Linked DNA regions of Zea mays: regions 2 and 3 are each linked to region 1. The links are chromatin contacts, called in public Hi-C maps. All regions are on one chromosome and are shown on one strand. The core of a region is the stretch at or near the end of the contact, and the rest is flanking DNA. Distances in the headings are between cores, read along the strand shown. Region 1 holds the start of LOC100383024 (Diacylglycerol kinase 2). Region 2 holds the start of LOC100272754. Region 3 has its middle 63 kb from the start of LOC103642369.

What was found. A called contact is a pair of places that touch in the nucleus more often than the background predicts.
Region 2: a Hi-C map of ear shows a contact between it and region 1, with 2.7 times the contacts expected there. The contact joins the promoter of LOC100272754 here to the promoter of LOC100383024 in region 1. A contact is called at or near these places in 5 of 25 Hi-C or Micro-C datasets (ear, endosperm, leaf and 1 more).
Region 3: a contact with region 1 is called in a Hi-C map of ear, with 4 times the contacts expected there. The contact joins the enhancer-like site here to the promoter of LOC100383024 in region 1. A contact is called at or near these places in 7 of 25 Hi-C or Micro-C datasets (bundle sheath, ear, endosperm and 2 more).

What each region holds. Positions count from the first base shown.
Region 1 is chr10:33,583,373-33,587,002 of Zm-B73-REFERENCE-NAM-5.0, reverse strand. LOC100383024 (Diacylglycerol kinase 2) reads left to right here and starts at 1,656. Exons shown (of 8, transcript NM_001175703.1): 1 at 1,656-1,787; 2 at 2,372-3,473. The coding sequence starts at 2,409.
Region 2 is chr10:33,374,774-33,378,403 of Zm-B73-REFERENCE-NAM-5.0, reverse strand. It overlaps LOC100272754, which reads right to left and starts at 1,907. Exons shown (of 4, transcript NM_001147207.1): 1 at 1,749-1,907; 2 at 1,563-1,629; 3 at 957-1,247. The coding sequence starts at 1,838. The coding sequence ends at 967.
Region 3 is chr10:33,741,398-33,745,027 of Zm-B73-REFERENCE-NAM-5.0, reverse strand. No RefSeq gene overlaps it. Among protein-coding and RNA genes, the nearest start is that of LOC103642369, 63 kb to the left of the region's middle. Within about 2 kb of position 1,672, at least 17 of the 20 cell types and tissues checked have an H3K27ac peak or open chromatin away from gene starts, as enhancers often do. A contact at or near this core is called in bundle sheath, ear, endosperm and 2 more, where this site is marked.

The sequences.
Region 1 (3,630 bases), core at 407-2,906:
AAGATTTGTGCAAATTAAGTCATTGGTTTTGCTAAGCCTTACTCCTAAAGGCCAGCATATCCTTGAAAGTCTTTTTCTTTAATCGGGTAAAACTGTGAAAGTACACTCTGTACTCAGGGTTTTCGAATCCATATTATTGTAGGTGAAGAGCCTACGAAGTTTTGCTGCTTCTGTACCAAGGTTGTCCCCAAGAAGGAGGATGAAAATTAAGTATGAGCTTATGGAAGGTGTCTACCTTCCAGTGATGTAATAAGTAGAAGCACTCAGACCCTTATATTTTAATAAGCACTCTCTCTCTCTATTGTTACTTTAACATATCAATGTAAATTAAGTTATTGTAACTCTTTCCGCTTTTACTCTGATGAAGTGTAATGTATGTGAAATGAAATATGCGCTCTCGGGTGATGTTGAGGAAGATACAAGAACCATGCCCTGTCAAGCTGTTGGGTGCATCTGCATGGCTGTCTAAAGTCCTTGGGACGAGGACAGGTGTAGATGGGCCTAATATCTTTGGAGATTCCATCACAGCTGGTATCGAAGCGGTGCCCATTTCTTAGGACATTACTTATTATTTCAAATGGTTTTAAACTACTTACCTCAAAATATTTTTTCATTCTTACCTTGATCCATTCTTGTAGCAACTTACCTTCTAGGAAGTTGGATGGAAGAGTGCATACTAATAGGCTATATTAAAGAAGTATGGGCTCAACAAGCAGTTGATTCCCATGATCGTAGGATCATGCATGCATCATGTTTAAATCATACTAAGTATCTTTGACCCTAGTTGTAGTGAAATGGCACGCACAAAGACCACACTCCGGAAAGAAACTGGACCTCAGGGTGTGCCTCGTCATCAGTTGGCTCCTCGCCATGAAGGGAGCAGCAGTGGGAGTAACGATCCCATAGGAGACTTGGAGGCTAGAGTCGAGTGTATAACTGCAGAACTGTGACATGGAGGCAGGGAGCGAGCATGTGGTAGCCACCACATCGCTGAGCTGTCAGGAGAAGTGGAACACCTACAACGGGAGTTGGTCGAGTGTGATGAGGCTATAGATTGGGCTCTGAACTCACGATTCGTAGCATGGGATTGTGAGACAATCGCTCGAGCCCATGTGGAAGAGCTGAGTCTGGCTCTGAAAAATCTGTAAGTGTACAATAACATTCTGCACGAAGAAGTGCATGTGTTGTATGACTAGCTGTATCCATACATACCACAAGAAGTCACCGAGATGGGTGCAGGCGCAGCTAAAGCCAGTGGAGGAGGACCTTATGGAGCGTTGGATATCTTTAGAGTTCATTCTTCTATGAATATCGTGGAAGATCCCTCTGCTAAAGTTGGTGGTAGATTTGGAGCGACAAAAGATGCCGAGGACAAGAGTAGTATAATAATAACATGATAACGTGATAGTGTATCACTAATAGACTGGAACGGAGTCTAACCAACTCGGCTAGACTTGCTGTTTGAATGAAACATAAAAGTTGGTTTGGTTCGAGCTGGTTCAGATTTTTAAATCTCTCTAAGCCAAGTCTAAGCGAGACCGAGTTTTTTTTCAGCGTTTGGTACCCTCTGCCCCTGAGGCCGGATCCTCCCATCTAGCTTTCCTTTTTAAACGCACGCCACGACGCCGATCGGCCCCCACCCACGACGATCTTCGAATTCTCCTCCTCTTTTCCTTCCTCTTCTGCAGCGCCAGCGCCAGCGCCGACCGAACCCAACGCCAACGGCACGGCAAGCCAAGCGAAGCGGAGCAAGGGTTTGCTCGCCCCACACCCGTCCCGCGGCCGAGGTGAGCTCTCGCGATCCTACCGAATCTGTTGCGTGTACCGGCCTACCTGGGTGGGAATCGGCTGGGGGTTGTGTTGAAATGAATCCTTGGGGAACGGGCGGGGAATGCGGGATCCCGTGCGTGCGCGGATCCAGGCCCTGCCGCCGAGCTGCTTAGCGACCGCGTTGGCTCGCTGTTTCTGTTAGGATTCGGTTCGGTTTGTGTTGCCGTGTTCCTATTCTGTTGGTCGACCGATGATGATTCCGTGCAATCCGATGCTGGATTCCTACGCTGCAATCGGAGGAAAGAATTGATTTCCGTCTGGGAGGTTCGTCTTCGGAGGCTGGATTTGTTCCTGGTTTGAGGCGTGAGCCCTGGGGGAATGTGATGAATCGGAAGGGCTTGCTTTCCATTTAAACATGCCTTTCTTTCGTCTCCAGATCAGGAGAAATAGTCGATCCCCGTGGTTGCGTAGGGTGCCGCTACCGCAGCATGCACTGCAGCTCTAGTCTAGGATGGTACTTCTGTTTGCCAGCGGTGCGATATTCTTGCGATAGCCTGACAAACTGGCGACTCACGGGTCGTTGTTCTTGCTGTTGCTGCAGGCTCTGCTTCTCATCGTGACAAGCCTGGCGAACTGCCATGGACCTGGTGGGATCCTTGCTCCTGAGCATGGCACGTCTGCTTGACCCATCCGGTCTCCACTTCGTGGGCTGGCTCGTCACCGCGGGCTCCATTGGTCTTGCCGCACTCATCTACGCTCTCCTCAGGCTGCAGCGTGAGGCGGCGTTGTACTGGACCAAGGCGACCAGGGAGAAGCGTGCCGCATGGAGGAGATTGCGGTGCCCTAGCTCCTGCCACTCGTGGTCTGAGGACTACTTCCACGGTGGCCAGCCATCGACATGCTGCGTTTGCCTGTCGTCCCTTGGCTCCACGCAGGGCGTCGACATGGTTCACCGCTGCTCTGTTTGCGGCGTGGCTGCACACTCAAACTGCTCTCCCCGTGCAGAGAAGGATTGCAAGTGCGTTGCACAGGCTGGCGCTTCGCCCTTGCTGCATCACTGGTCTGAGAGGTGGGTGGAGCTGGATGACAACCCGGAGATATCCTCCTCCTGTTACTACTGTGATGAGCCGTGCGGTGTGCCTTTCCTTGGAGTCTCTCCTATATGGCGTTGCCTGTGGTGCCAGCGGCAGATCCATGTTGATTGCCATGCAAAACTGTTGAAGGAAACCGGAAACACTTGTGATCTTGGCCTTCTCAGGAGGCTTATAGTTCCTCCCCAATCAGTGAAAGAAATTGGTCAAGGTTCAGGAATTAGTGGAATGCTGAACTCAATCAAGGACGGGTTTGCCAATTCAACAGTTGGGAACCGTAGGAGGTCACGCAACAAGAAGCGCATGAATAACCATCCTGGTGGCAAGATAAATTCCATTCCCACAAAATTCTCAGTCATTGATTCAGTGCTTGAAGGATTTGCTAGATTGAAGGGCCTGGATGGGAAGTATGCACTAGCAAAGCCTTTATCTCAACATTCTGTAAAGCAAACATATCGATCTGTTATTCCTAATGGACGAGTCAGAAAGTATGAACTTGTTGATTTGCCACAAGATTCAAGACCACTGCTGGTATTCATCAATGGCAAGAGTGGAGGTCGAAATGGACCTTCTCTTAGAAGAAGGCTGAACATGTTGTTGAATCCAATACAGGTAATCAATGTTGCTACCTAGTTAGAAAAAAATAGAAAATCCATTCCTATCAGCTGCTGAGTCAAATCCTCTGAAATATTTTGAACAATAGTTTAGCTTAGGTCATTCTAGAATTGTAGATGTACAGATGTAATCCAATTGTTCTACCTGATATAAG
Region 2 (3,630 bases), core at 658-3,157, 210 kb after region 1:
TAGTGGCATTAGCGATCTGGTTTATTTGGGAAGACAAAGCTAGCGCAAATTAAGGCCTGGAAATTTTGACCTAGATGAAAGCAACATTCGAAGTAAAGAATATGCTGACTACCATGCATTCGTCTGTCTTGAGCACAACATATTTCCAGAATCACCATCAAGAGTTCCAGAATTTTGGCAAGCAGTTTTTGCATAATTAGTCTGTTGAATTCAACCAACTATACAACCTTTCTAATAAGGCAATAAAATGATGATACTGATGTATTAGTGAGAACGAAAAATATTTAAGACTCAAGAGTACCACATATATTTTATTATGGACAGCTTAGCAAGATTTCTATTTGTAAAAAGAGTAGCAAAATGACCAGGCAGGTTAAAATCATTTAGACAAACAAGGAAAGATCTGTGGCCACCAGGGTTCGGCATACAGATGAGAACGTGAATCAGGAATCCGAGAGTATATTTCAGATTTTGGGACCATCCCAAATGCCGCTTCTAAGTGTAAATTCATGGTTTTTTTAACTTAATTTCTCATTCTAGCGGTTCTGGAACTTGGATCAAGTTCTGCATTCAGTTCGCCCAGCAAAGTCTATCATAAGTCTCAAACCATAATTACAAATGAGAAAATTGGACGAGACAATTGCATATTTGGGACTCTAAACATAACGCTCCGTAATATTGCCATCCAAAAGATTTACTTCGCAAAAAGGGGACTACAAACATCTACTCGATTATACTACAATTTAGCCTATAGTCTAGCTTTTCTAATCTAATTTCATGTATTTTTCCCTGATTAGCCGCTTGTAGCCCTATGTAATTATACGCAGCTCGCCTGCTCTCTCGCGCTCACCAGGATCAAGTGAACAGCTGGCCAACAGGAAGCTAGTATTTGTAAATTGTAGATTCGTCAGCAGCAGGAAGCTAGTATTTGCAACTTGCAGCTTGTCTGCACTCACCAGCATGAAGCTAGTATTTGCAACTTGTAGGATGCAAACAACTCTTATTGCTCACGTAATGCTCATGAAACACCAGGACAACGATACAGCTTTTCCATGGTCGGTGTGTCCATGGGCTATGATGCAGACGAGGCGCCCTGTCCAGCATGACATCGCCCAGCACGACCTCACCTAGCGCGATCTCGCCCAGCGTGGTGGTCGGCGCGGCAGCGGCCTCGGCCAGCGCGCAGGGTCGAGCTCGGCAGATGGCGCAGCAGGGGTGAGCCCGGGCCTGGACGGGGCATGGGGCGGCTGTGGGCAGGACGGTAGCCGGTCGTCCATGGCGGCATGGAGACAAAACGCACGCACAAGGTAATTTGGTCTCCTTAGATACAAAATACAGGGAACCAAGTAATAAAAGGAAGATTATACAATAACTGGTAGTATAATCAATTAGAAGATGTTTGTAGTCCCTATTTTGCGAAATAAATCTTTTGGATGGCAATATTGCGAAGCGCTATGTTTAATGTCCCAAATATGCAATTGTCACGAAATTGGACCGATAAGGTTACGGTTCTGTCATCTGTCAACAAGCAGACGAGAGGAAATCAAAGCTGAGCTTACTACCTGATGCATGGAGAAGCACATCCTCTCCCCCAGGGTGGTCCTCCAAGAACTTGGTCACATCATACACCTGAAACCAACCAGCCAGAAAAACAATCAGAGGCCGACCAAACCATATCAGAGGTCGGATCTCTCTCTTCCCCACAGATGCAAGAGAAGCACAGCAAGGATGATCTTCTTCTCACTCGCCTTGCCGCCGATGACGACCCAGCAGTCCTTCCTGGAGGCGTGGAGAGTAACCTCGGATGCGAAGAAGAGCTTCTTGGCCTCCCCTGCCATGGATGGCAGCCGACGGACACCACAGGCTCTTGGTCAAACTCCCTTTCTTGACGACTGCCTTGTCTTTAGAGACGGATGCGGAGGATAGAGGTATCAGGCACCGAGGGAGGGGTAAATCTTGGAGCAAGCAGGTGAGCACGCCAAGAGAGCTGCCTCTGTTCTGGACTTTAGTTGGTTTTAGGGTCACGGGTTGGTAGCTAGTGGCTGGGGCTCCCTCGTCGGAGAAGACGAGACGCCCACCCGTCACCGCATGTAATGGGCTTCGTTTCGAGCAGGGACATGGGCCCTCGTGCACAAAAGATAGCCCACTTGACCCACTGCGTCGTCAGTTGCCGCTGCTGGCCTCTAAAAAGGGGAAGGATTTTTTTTTTCGCTGCTGCTTACGCTCGGCTCTCCTTCCTTTTCTCCAGTCGCATGGCTGCCATTACTCCGCTGCCTGTTCATGAATGATGAATTTTAAGAATTTGTCGATCGATACTCCAAAAGTATATTTATAAGAGTTTATTTTTAAATCATATTAACACATCTTATCAAAAGTTTTGCGCAAATAAGTTATATGAGAACCAAATTCAGCTGATTTAACTAATATATCATTAATGTAAACTTTCATAGTGTTTCCCAACAACTCATAAAAGATCAAATGAATAGGCCTTTGATTAGTGACACCAACATTTTTTAAACCGAATGTCATAACCATCCACTCAAATAACGCCCGGACATATAAAGATCGTTTTAGACGTATCTTTCTCGATCAGGAAGGTCTGATTATATAACACATTGCCATCAAGAAAGCTAATATCTATATTTCCTGATGCATTATTAATTAACATGTCGGCTACAGGTATATGATATTCATCTTTAGGAATCGCCCTATTTAGATTTCGGAATTCAATACATACTCTGAGCTTATCTGAATCCTTCTTCTCCACCCGCACAATATTATAGATCCATTTCGTATAACTGCAAGACCTAATAAAGTTAGCTTCCAAGAGCCTGTGAATTTTGTCTTTGATCCTAGGCAATAAGTCTTGGACGAAATGATCTTGGTCTCTGCTTGAAGGGCTTGAAGCCAGACTTAATAGGTCATCGATGCTCCACTAGCTCTCGGCTTAATCCTGGCATCTCAGTGTAGTTCCAAGCAAAGCAATCAGAGTATTCTTTTAATAAGCCAATCATTTCATTCCTAGGATCGGCTTCAGGGTCTTGTTCACAAAAGTCGGTCTTGGAGTTTTACCTTCCCCTATATCAATCTCCTCCAAAGGATCGGCCGATGTAAACCCATGTCCTAATTTGTCGAGATCTCTAAATTCTTCTCTTGTGCATACCTCAAAATAGTTTGAGGCTCTCTATGCATCCGCAGACTATCCGACCTCAGGGGCCAGACTATCCAGGACAGTGGACTCTCTGCTGCACTCTCTGGTAGCCACCGGACTATCCGATGTTGGGGCGGATAGTCCGTGACAGGGTATGTTCTCTACGCCATTCTCTGGTGCACCTTGACCGTCCAGCCTTAGGGGTCGGACCGTCCACGTCCCGACAGTCACTATTTATTAGTGTGTTTATCATTTTAACCTTATTTATGATTTAGCCGACTCTAGCATTACAGGGATGAACCCTCTTATATCTATGCTTATGAACTGGTAATCAGAAAAATCGACTCCTATGAGATAGGTGGAAGTCTCATAGGTCTAGAGTACAGGGGCATCGGTTATGGCAATGCAAGCTGATGCATCGACATGTACCTGTTCTACCTTATCTCCTACCCATTGTAATAACATTTGATGTAAAGTAG
Region 3 (3,630 bases), core at 423-2,922, 160 kb before region 1:
CGTTGTTTTCCTGTCAGGTCAGTCAGTGGAGCGGCGAAGTGACTGCGGTCACTGCGGCCTTGTCGACTGAGGAGCGTGCGTCAGGATAAGGTGTCAGACGATCCTTGCATTGAATGCTCCTGCGATACGGTCGGTTGGCGTGGCGATCTGGCCAAGGCTGCTTCTCCGCGAAGCCTGCCCGAGCTGGGCCTCGGGCGAGTCGAAGGTGCGTCCGTTGTTTGAGGAGACCCCCGGGCGAGGCGTGAATCTGCCTTGGTCTATTGTTCCTGCCCGAGGTTGGGCTCAGGTGAGACGAGATCGTGTCCCTTGTGTGGATGAAGCCTTGACTGGAATCGCGCCCATCAGGCCTTTGCAGCTTTGTGCTGATGGGGGTTACCAGCTGAGATTAGGAGTCTTGGGGGTACCCCTAATTATGGTCCCCGACAGGCCTCGCAGTGGATCCCTAGCCATTCACCTTGGGAGTGTCTAAGGGTCTCGCAAACCCTGGCTAAACGGGAAACATGTCTTGTGGGTAAAGTTGTGAAACCTCTGCAGAGTGTAAAACTGATATATCAGCAGTACTCACGGTCAAGAGCGGCTCAGACCCTCACATGAATAACTTATGAAATTAAACTTAATTTGTCATATGCATTGCATTGTTGGATTTATTATTAATTGTGATCTCTTATTTTATTGGAATGATATCTACTTATACTTAGTAACTGCAACTAAAATTTTGACCAACTTATTAAAAGAAATGCTCAGGCTTAACCCTATTTGTTAATGAGCCTTACACTTTACATGAGCCCCGTCGTAAGTGAGCTCATGCATATTATTCCCTACAACTTGTTGAGTGACGAACATATGCGAGCTCAACCTTGTTGTACTAACCCCCGGTCATGGACAGGTACCGCAAGATAAGCAACATGAAGGATGGCGTGATGAGTTCATGAGAGGTCTAGGTCGTCGTCTCCCAGTCAACTATGGTTGCGAAAGATCGTTGTCTTCATATGATGTATTTATTTAGCTATTTTGTACAGAACCTCAACTATATAATAAAGATGTGACATTCATTTCTATACCATGAGTTATCATATGTATGAGACTTGATACTAGCACATATTTGTTTCGCGCCCGAGTTTGCCCTTAAATCCAGGTGTGATAGTACGGGCGACCCGATGAGTGCCCATACCACATGGGTATGAGTATGGGGATAAATTCATATCTACCCGTAGATATGGGTGGCTCGACATGATTATTTATTCTCGAGGGTGTGTATGAGATAGTAATATTCGATGAGTATTTACGTATTGTCATCTCTAACCTGGTTGCCGCTTATACAATCAGTGCCAGTCTGTTTACACGACCCATTCAGGGCCCTCAATCCTCGAATTCGGCCTTCTTACTCGCCGGCCCATTTTCTTGTGCTCGTGACTCTTGAGTGTTCTCCGGTTGTCTTGCCGCCACGGCTGACTTGGACGCCCGCCTCCTGAGTAGTTGGGAAAGTGATGCTGACAGTACGGCCCATAGCCATTCCGTGTATGAACCGTGTCTGCTCCTCTGCTCCATCCTCCTTTGCTGCTGTTGCCGAATGCCGACACATGGCGGAAAGGCCTCAGCGCCGACGACCGACGGTCCCGCAACCCCAGGCATCCGGAGTCGGCAACCCGCCCACCCCGGAAATATCTCGCACATGACATGGCGCGTGGTCGGCGTGGGCCCACTGCACAGTTGGGAGTTGGGACAGGTGCCGAGGTGTGGACGGCCGGGATCGGAAATGTGACCTACGCACGGCACGTCAGGAGGTTCCGTGTTGTGGACAGCGACACGCTGGACACTTGGATGTGCTTAGCAGCACAATTAGATATGGCCACGTCAGATTGGAATGTGACGTCGTCACTCGTCAGTGACCGCTGGATCTTTCTCAAAGTCTGTTATCTGAGCTTTGCAACAGGGATTTTGGCATGGGCCCACTGCACAGCCGAAAGGTTAAGTTGATACGGTACGGCTACATCTTCAAGTGCTAGTTTAGTAGAACAAAAGTGTGTTGACGAAATAGAGAACGTGTTGAGCAGATGTGTATTTGCGGAATTGAAGTTACACTTTCTGGCTTTAGTGGTACGGGCTCTGGTTACTTCAAGGAGAAGGAATTGGGAATCCAAAGTCGATCTTGATCATAATCTTAGGATAGAGAGCAAGAGCTTTTCTAAATTTCACTATTTATAATATCATTTATAGTGTTATTTACATAAAAACTGTCTTCTATATTTTTTCACTATCCATAAACTTTTCTCTATATTTCTTATAGTTATTGTCATTTTCTATCTTTGATTAATGAAGTCCATATTAATAGAAAACAAGTATATTGGGATGACTATTTAAAAAGATTGTTAGTATTTTTTTTTAAAAAAACTATATTTCTAGCTATTAGAAAGGATATAAAGAGTCCCCTAATAAAGTTGCTCTAAGAATGCACGGTGGCCTATGCTTTCCAACTCTATAGTTTGCCTTTCTTCACGCGCTGGATCTGCTAGGGAATTGGGAATATTAGGGACATGCGATGCTCATAAAGATTTATGATTTTGGCAGAAGAGAAAAGATTAAGAACAAAGTGGTTGATAAAGAGCCACTTGGGGACTGCTGCTGTGGCTGTGGTTAATTTTATACAATGCTAATTGCTAGATAGTCTGTACGCATGACATGCTTTCTTGGAAGTGCACTTAATTTTGGGCGTGCAACACGCTCCAAACTTTCTGCAAAGTTTATATATATATGAAAAATAACAAAAACAGGATATCTTGGTGACTTTTCGGGTCTTTATTTTTTTGGTCCATGTAACCAGCGAGGATTATCCACCATAACCACAACATAGATAATAGATTCACTGCTGCAAAATGCAAAATCTATATCGGTTAGGAACTGGCTACAATACGGGACTACCAACCGGTACCTAAAGACCTCGATCTTTAGTCTCGATTGTATGAACTAGTACTAAAGAGATGACTTTAGGACTAGTTGACTTGAACCGGTACTAAAAGACGTAACCTTTGTACCAGTTCATACAAAAACCCAGGGCCGGCCCTGGGGGTGCAAGCGGTGCCACCGCACCGGGCCCCACAAAGCTAGTGGGCCCCACCCCATCAAAAATATTCCACGGACGGACTCACGGACCCTGCAGCCTATAGGCTATAGCGATCGACCGATCGTTCGCCTTCGCCTGCCGCGGTGCCGCCCGCCTAATCGCCTGCCTGGCGTCCGCTCGGCCGCTCCCGCAGTCCCGCGTCCTGGGCTCCTCCTAGCGGTTGGCAATCAGATATTCAGATCAGCCGAGCCGATCAGTCAATCACCGCCACCGGATCACCGATCAGGTGATCACGATCGCCGTTCGCGGATCCGGCGATCCCTCCCTGCGTGGTCCTGCGTCCTGCGAGCTATTTAAGGTAACTGATTGTTGGCTTATTGTTGGCTTAATCTAATTAACAAATTTAAGATAACTGATTAATAATAATAACCACACTATTTAGATATGTATAGTCATTCTTATGTTATCATTCAATTTGTGATATATATCTTTTTTATTTTCAGTGCTTTGTGTAATCATGTCATCGAGAAGATATCCATCTGGAAGTGAAAAAAGGAAAAGGAAAAACG